2 separate regions of the Macaca mulatta genome follow, and region 1 is linked to region 2. A link is a contact called in public Hi-C data. All regions are on one chromosome and are shown on one strand. Each heading gives the region's core, a stretch centred on a gene start, on an enhancer-like site or on the middle of the called end of the contact. The rest is flanking DNA. Distances are from core to core; before and after follow the strand shown.

The links. Hi-C and Micro-C count contacts between places; a contact is called where the count stands out from the background.
Region 1: a Hi-C map of fetal cortical plate shows a contact between it and region 2, with 2.1 times the contacts expected there. The contact joins the promoter of ZFP91 here to the promoter of LOC701437 in region 2. A contact is called at or near these places in 4 of 14 Hi-C or Micro-C datasets (CD4 T cells, fetal cortex germinal zone, fetal cortical plate and 1 more).

What each region holds. Positions count from the first base shown.
Region 1 is chr14:14,948,949-14,953,256 of T2T-MMU8v2.0, forward strand. It overlaps ZFP91 (ZFP91 zinc finger protein, atypical E3 ubiquitin ligase), which reads right to left and starts at 2,857. Exons shown (of 11, transcript XM_015114143.3): 1 at 1,715-2,857. The coding sequence starts at 2,064.
Region 2 is chr14:14,774,803-14,779,074 of T2T-MMU8v2.0, forward strand. It overlaps LOC701437 (glycine N-acyltransferase-like protein 1), which reads right to left and starts at 2,917. Exons shown (of 7, transcript XM_028833404.2): 1 at 954-2,917. The coding sequence starts at 1,139.

The DNA of each region.
Region 1 (4,308 bases), core at 1,607-4,106, 170 kb after region 2:
TCAAACAGCAGGTACCATTTTAGACATAGTTATCTTAAGAGATATAGGTATATTTAACTTTAACTTTCAAGTGGTAGGTGAGAATAAAAGGAAATTTTTAAAATATTACCTTCTCTACGTATTAAAAAGTGAAAAAATCATATTTTGCATAATTTACATGAAAAACAGCACTACAGACCACTCATGGCTCTACCATCCCACCATTACTGAAAACGGCAACTTGCACTTAGTATTTATTATGTAACAGGCATTCTGTCTAGCGCTTCACATGCTGTATTTAATTCTCACAAACTCAGGTGATAGAGATTACCGTCTATAGGTGAGGAAACTAACGCATGGGTAGGTTAAGGATTTGCCCAAGGAATTCAGATCCAAATGAGGTCAATGATATACATGTATCTTTTCAAATGTATGACATTAAACAATATAGAACTATAAAATTTTTATATGAAATGCATCTACAGCAATTAGAATTCTAATTGCAGCTGAATCTGTAAGTACAGATTTTTGCTGTCGACAGAACTGCAGTTCTTACAATAAATTCTCTAAATTATGTTAACTTAGCTGACATTCAAAAATTTGAAAGCATATCTAATACCACAATATGATTATCTCTGAATTTTATTCCTCTGAGAGGCTTCTAAGGCAAGCATGCCAAGACACAGGCTAAACTTAATTTTGGACAAAGTCTGTTTCAAGTTTTAAATCTATTAGGTCTGCTGTAAGTCAAACCTTGCCACTATCTCTACTGGAGGAAAGGGAACACTTAAAACTGACTCCCCCTCACTTCAATTTTCTCTGTTTTTACTAATTTGTTTTCATTCAAAAGTCAAAGGTCACTAACGATGTTTTCAGTCATGAATTGACTAATGTGATTAATTTCTAGAATTTACAAACTTGTGTGCTTCAGTGTTAACACATGAGTATTATTTTGACGAACAATTTAAAACAATGCTCCTGGCCACCTGTTCATGTTTCCTCTACTACTTCTAGGTAATTCCTCTCAGATGATTCTAATTTTAAGGATGAAGTTCCTACATTTAAAAATATAAAACACAAAAATAAAACATATCCTACTTAGTAAAAACAAACATTAAAGAATGCTCATATAATTTTATATGAAAGACTCCATATTAAAAATCGTAGCAGTGGGTTTTTACCCTGACCATAGTAACTGGCAGATTTCTCAAAAGAATGAGAAGTGGTGTGAAAATTCAGAAAAGTGAAAAAAAAAAAAAAAAAGCTACATAAACATACTAGCACAGCTGGCTCTTGAGCTAACGCGAAGAGGGGGGCGAACACATTTATGAAGGCTATAATCGGGCTGTGGATTCCCTAAAGGGCACGTGATGTAATACTGGAGAGTCGCCTAAAGGAAAGGGATAGGTTGACAAAGGGGGTGCGGATGCCAGAGAGAGGGATGAGCCTGCGGGTGGCAGGGAGGAGGTGGATCACTAGCTAGTGCAGGGGTGTGTCAAAAGATGATTTCAGGGAGTGGGAAAGTAGCCCGACAGGCGAGGGTACGAGAGAGAAGGGAGGGTGGCGCAGACAGGAGGCAGGGAGGCTCCCGGGGAAACGGTGTGACATCTGGCGTGCGGAGCCGGCAGGGGGCAGAGCAAGCAGGATGTCACGTGGAGCAGGCGCTACGGGAGCCGAGAGGGTTGCGTACGGACAGAGGGGGGTCTTTCCCACCGCTTGAAAGACTGTTACTCACAGGAGTCGCGGACTCTTCTTGCCCTGAACTGGAGACGGGGACTTCGCGGCCTGGGGCTGCTGCCCGGGGACGTCGGGAGGCCTGGCGCTGGGGCTGCTCCTCCGCCGGCGGGGATACTCGGCCTTCCTCCGGCGGGACACAGCTGCAGCGGCGGCGGCGGCGGCGGCCGCAGCGGCCCGGCCACGATCCCGACCTCCCCTCAGCACGCGGCTGCTAGTGGTCCCTGCAGGCGCCGCCGCGGCCGCCTCAGGGGGCCGTTGTTGGGGCTCCTCCGGAGCCGCCTTGGCCGCCTCTCCCCCTTCCTGGTCCTGCTGCTCCGGGGGTCTCGGCTCTTCCGTCTCCCCCGGCATCGGGGCTTGTCCGTCCCCCACCCCCTAGTCCCAGGCGGCGGAGGCGGAGGCGGCGGCCTCGGCGCTGCTCCCCCCGCCCCCTCGCCTCCAGAAGCCTGCGGCTCACTCTCACCCTGCGCTCCTCTTTCCCCCCTCCCCTCCGCCCGGCTCCGAGGGCGCCCCCCCCACCCCCTGCCACTCAAGGTTTGCTACCGCTGGCGGCGCGCGCGCGCCCGCCACAGACGCTCAGCGGGCCAATCGGAGAGGAGGACAGTCTTCCTCACCCCGCCCCTCGCGGTCTTACACGCAGCGACGTTCCAGGTTCCCTCCCCCACCCCTTCCTTCAGCCAATCAGGAAACGACTAAAAGGGAGCGCGCGAGGTTTCCTTCCCCGCGCACCCGTTCTCACCGTTAAACGGCTGTCTCGCGACAATCCCAAAGTGACCTTTTCCCCCCCTCCAGAGTTCAATGCGCGCTAGGGGCAGTACGAAGGGGCAGGTCTCGCGAGGGAGGCGGGTGAAAAGAAATCGCACCTCTTTCCCCGCCTCACGCGCACCCTAGACTGGCTGCGCGCGCACCTGCCTCCCTAAGGAGCCACTGATGCCGCAAGGGCTCTTTCTATTCTTCTTTAGGCCGCAGAGGTAGCCTGGGCGTTCTTCCTCCTCCACCCTACCCCACTTTCCTGTCTTTGGCCTTTCTGTCCCCAGCGCCGCCAGATCTTGCGCGGAGAAGGGGGTAGTATTTTGAGCTGTCGCTTCTCCTTTAAGAAAAAAAGCCCCGTCGGTTGCCGGATGAAAGTCTCTGAAAAAATGGCGGCGGCAAAACGGAGGCGGGGTTGTGGGTCAACGAGGGCCCGCCTCCTGGCGCATGTGCACCGTTAACTTAACCAAGGGCATTCTGGGAGATGAAGTCTTATTTCGCCTAGGCTTTAGAAAAAAATAGATGGGAAACCAGAGACAGAGGGGATGCTGGGAGGTTCTGACTGATTCACGACGGGAAAGGTAGTTTACTTTCCGCAGCCTAGCTTTTACTTTTTTTTCGGGAGGCAGTGTTTCCGGGTTAGGTCGGGAAACGCGTGCCGTACATCCGGGCTCAAACGTTGAGCCAATTGCTGGTCTGATGGGAGGGTTTTTCCTATTTTTGTTACTTTTTATCTGGGCGTTGGCGTACCTTTCTCGGGGTGTCTGCGTAATTGCCCCGACTTACCTTGGTTTGGTCAGATGACACCTCCTCTGGAACTGGCTAGCCAGCGTTCATGTCTACATTATTGATCTCGTCTTCCCCTGTGTGAGTCACTCACCTGTGAGCTCCTAGAGGTCAGGGAATGAATGTGGTTCCGTGGGGTCATCTGGCCCTCGGAACGCTAGTACAAGGCCCACTACTCAGTTGGCTGTTAATAAAATCTGTGAAATGAATTATAAAGTTGTTTTCTACTAGACCTTGTTGGGACACCAAGAAGCCTTCGTCGGTAGCTTAACTTGGCTGCGGTGCCCAACCTGGAGGAAGGCGAAAGGGTTGTTAGCGTGACCAGATTCTGGTGACCTACACTGAGAAGCTGAAGGGTGTCTTAAGCTCTGCGGCCGGAAGCCATGTGCTTCTGCGGTTTATACAATAGCAGCTTTATCAGAAGTTACTTTTCTGCACACTAGCGTGTGACGTTAATTTGTCTTCCTGATTCATCAAAGGGAGTTTCCGTTGCAGTTGGTGATGCCGTGGGCCTCTCGCATTTCTTTTTTCCTTTCATCCATAACAATCAAGGAACGATTTGCAAGAACACCCTTTACCCCTGGAAAACAAAGCATCCAGGGCTAAAAGCCCCAGAAGAAAGAAGCTGGAAACAAGATCTGGGGATTCAATTTTAAATTTCACATTAATCATTCAGTTAAACTGTAGACAAGTGCTGAAGTACATTTTTCCTTCCAGTACTTTGACTCAGATACCACTTCATATTAGACAAATGTTTTATGTTCTCTACTGAGTATTTTACATTTTCATAGGGCTAATGTCATTTTCAGTTGTAACAATCGATTGGCATAGTGTCAATGGAAATTTTTTCAGATTGAGTTTGCAGTGAGCAGACTTTTGGAAGGAACAGTGCTGACATCCAATGGATGCTCAAAGTAATACAGAGGAGAAATCTTTCAAAAAAAAATGTACAGACAGTGGAATGAAGAATGAATTGTTCCTTTAAAAAAAAAAAAAAAGCCACTGTGGGCTGGATGTGGTAGTCCACCCCCGGAATCCCAGCGCTTTTGGATGCCAAAG
Region 2 (4,272 bases), core at 1,667-4,166:
GGATCCCTGTTTCCTCATTTCTAAATTAAGGAGTTTGGCTCAGATCAAACTTTCATTGTTCCTGTGAATTGGTTCCTCTGAGCTTTTTAAAAAGGACTCCAGATCCCACCCTCACAGACTCTGATTCAGTATGTCGGGGTGTGGCTGTGGAATCTGCACTTTTATCTGCCTCGCCCTACAACCCCCACCTCAAATGCGCACCACGTTGTTTAAACAACTGTCTGTGTCACCCCAGCATGACCTAAATTCTTTCCTAATGCCCCAGAACCTACGAAGGTAACCTGTGTTTGCAGCTCTGCTTGCTTACAGAAACAAAAACTGGATGTCAGCAACCACCGCGCTACAAGATGGGAAACGAGCTCAGCAGTGCTACCCTAACCTGAATCCTTGCTAACTACCATACCTAAATCTCTGCCCCCCGGGGAAAAAGGCACCTTGCTAGGCACATGTAATGCTGAGGGGCAACAGAAAGTATGAGACTGCCACAGTCAACTCTTCCTGGAAAGCCCCACCTCTTTCCAGGAACCCTTGCCCTCAGTCTCCACCTACAAGCCCTAAAAGACCTTTAAAAAGCACCACCTCACTACACCCCACACATCTTGAGCAGGAACTTCCTTTCTCCATTCCTTGATCAGTGAATACAGTTTCTGTTCTGCTTAATTGAACCTGGTCTCATGCTAAGTATGTGAAGGCACCGGGCAGGGAAAGGACCCACCAGTGTCCAGCGACTCTCTTGAGATTCAGGAACACCCAATCTCCAAGTATCTTTTCAGGAGTAAAACTCTTGGCCTTTGACGCTGAGGGGCGGGAAGGGAATTACCACAACGGGCGCGGGACCCAGCTCTCCATCCAAAACCTCCTTGACTTGGGGCTGAGGTCCTTCTGCATACTGGCTTTGCCAGCCATCCCCCTGAGAACTCCAGGTCCAACCCAGGACCAGAAAAAACACTCACAGAACCAGAGTCTGCCCACACAGTGCACGTGGCGGTGCCTGCAGCTCTTGTCGCTCTCAGCTGAACTTTTCTCGCCTGGAAGATCAAGTCCCTGAGCGGGAGGATCCTGGGAATTGACCTTCTCGCTGGCCAATAGACAAAGAGTCTCTGGAGGCTGTTTTCTCTCATTTGATGAAAATGACTCATCTCTCATCCACTTTGAAAGCCAATTAACATCTCTGGAGACAGTGATTGCAGGGATGCTACGGGGTAAGAGCGCACACCTGCGCCTTGCTCAGGTGGGTCGGAAGGCCGTGTGGAGTCTGCGCACCACCCGCCCACCCTCCCTATTTGTCCGGATGGTCCATCCGGGTCCTAGCGATTCCCGGCGACCCCCCCCGCCCCCCCGCTCCCCCCCGCCCACACGCACCACTTAGTCCATGGCCTGCTCCCGCGTCCCAGGATAAACTAAGCAATCACTGCCCTGCTGCTTTCGGGTCGTCAGCGTCCCCTGTCTCCGAGTGGAGGCCAAGGAGGAACTACTGCACCGCTGTGGGGGTGGGAGGCGCCTGGCGGTTTCGCGCTTTGCCCGCCTTTTGATTGCGCAGGAGTAGCGCGCTGGCGGGAGCCGCAGGGCAAATAGCCCGCCCGGGTGCTTTGGTGTGTGGCACTTGCTGCCATTCTGCCACTGTAGGGTGAGCGGCGGTGGCGGGACGAGCATCCAGGCGGCATCCGGCGGCAGCAGCAGCAGACACAGCTCCACCCTGAGGACGCAGAAGCCCAGCCTCCAGCCCGACTGCCAGTCCCAGAGCCGGCTGCACCCCCGTCAGCGGGAGCTCTAGAGGGAGTCGGCCTGCTCCACAAATGATCCAACTTCGCGGAGGGCCTCGCGAACACAGACAACGCCAACCTGGACAAGAAAGCGGCCAGCACTGCTTAGGCGGCTTCCCACGACGCGCTTTGCTGAGTGCGGAAGTTTACCCTTCAGATGAAGATGCCAGAGTTGGGCATCCCCAAAGTGAGGATCAAAGAAATGCTTTGCATGGGGCTTGAGAAAACATCTTACTGTTGAAGAACAGAACATCTTACTAAGAACCTGAATAGGAGATGCCTTCAGTAGTGGGTGTTTGAAAAGTTGGTCAGAGAAGGGGAGAAGATGGTTGATTAAGGGGGGGATGGTGACAATTATTTTATAACTTATAGAACGACAGATATTTATGTAAAAGTTGATAGTTTGGGTGGAATAATCATGAGCATGTTTCTGAACTTAATGTAAAATATCCAGAGACCCCTAAAATCACTGCTTAAATTACACGGGCCTTGTGGTGTTTGGAAAGAGAACACTTTGGAAGTATAATGGTAAAAATAATTTTATACAGAAAAAGAGAAGAGAAAACTTAACCACAGGTTTCTCAAATCGCTGTTATTCTTGAATCATCTGAAAGCAGTACACGTGACTGGCACCAATATATATCAGAGAATAAATCATTGCACAAGGAGACTTGATTTTCTTTTCATTGCAGAATCTGGAGGAAAAAAGCTATGAAAAGCAAGAGGTGGTACAGAATGATGTTGTCGAAATTACCTGACGTCACTGGAGATAATTTGCCCTGGAAAAAGGCGCTCCTTAGGGAGAAGCATCTGCACATTCCATTAGCATAAAGCACCTGGTTGGCCATATGAAGAAGTCCAGATTTTGGTTTAAATGTGAAATTTATTTTAAATGGAGGATTTGAAGCAAGGGATAAGTTATACCCTGAAATATTTTTAAAAATCACTCTGGCAGCTGTGCGGGGGACAAACTCTGGGAGGACAAGAGTAGATGTGGAAGGGAGAAGGCGGCTAAGAGTCTGTCCCAGGATTGCAAAGATTTCAGAGCCCCGCCTCAGGTGGTAATGGTGGAGGTGTTAGAAATGGCTGGATTCCACATATATTTTGAAAGGCCAGCACATGGAATTTGCTTATGGATATTCTATAAATAAGAGAAAAAGAGGGCTCAGTGATGATTCCTAGGCTTTTGACTTGAGCAACTAGAAAGATGAAATCTCCATTAACTGATATGGGGAAGACTGAGGAAGGAGACGCTGTGTATGCCAGGACTGGGGTGTGTGTGTGCGCGTGTATCAGTAATACTACTTTTGACATGTTGACTTGGAGATGCTAATCCACGCCAACTAAAAAATAAGGAGGGAAGTGGGCATTCAACACATGAGGGTGAATGGCTGGGGAGCCTTAAGAAGGGGCCAGAGGCTGAATCTGGTAGAGAAGAACATAGATCAAAATAAAAGACACATGGAGGGAGAAAGACGGGGAAGCTGGGGCTTATGATAGTAACAATGTTGGCCATTAACTGAGAATTTTTTTTTTTTTTTTTTTTTTTTTTTTTTGAGACAGAGTCTTGCTCTATTACCCAGACTGGAGCGCAGGAGGATGATCTCTGTTCCCTGCAACCTCCACCTCCTGGGTTCAAGTGATTCTCATGCCTCAATCTCCTGAGCAGCTAGTATTACAGGTGCCTGCCACTACGCCTGGCTAATTTTTGTATTGTTAGTAGGGATGGGGCTAGGGTCGAAATCCTGACTTCAGGTGCTCTGCCCGCCTCAGCCTCCCAAAGTGCTGGGATTACAGATGTGAGCCACTATGCCAGGCCTGAGAAATTGCCGAGAACAGCTCGGACGTGGAGACCCTAACCCAGCAGCGCTAGAGGAATTAAAGACACACACAGAGAAATATAGCGTGTAGGGTGGGAAATCAAGGGTCCCACAGCCTTCAGAGCTGAGAGCCTCGAACAGAGATTTACCCACATATTTAAGGACAGCAAGCCAGTGATAAGCATTGTCTCTATAGATTATAGATTAACTAAAAGTATTCCTTATGGGAAACAAAGGAATGGGCCAAAACAAAGGGATGGGCTCTGGCTAGTTATCTGCAGCAGGAACATGTCCTTAAGGCACCGATGGCTTATGCTCTTGCTTGTGGCTTAGGAATGCCTTTAAGCAGTTTTCCGCCCTGGGTGGACCCGGTGTTCCTTGCCCTCATTCCAGTAAACCCTAAACCTTCAGCATGGGTGTCATGGCCATCACGAACATGTCACAGTGCTGCAGAGATTTTGTTTATGGCCAGTTTGGGGGCCTGTCCCCAACAAGAAACGTAATTAAAGTACAGAGAAAATTAAAAGGGAGAAGAAAGTTCATGGAGAGATTTACAGCAAATGATAAATGCAAAAGTCTGCCTTGTTTCCCAGACCCCTTGTCTCTTAAGTGCCCTGTATTTTACCTCCCAGTGAACCACTCTTGTCCCTTTGTAATGGCGCTCCAGGCAGCACTGCCGCAAACCCAAT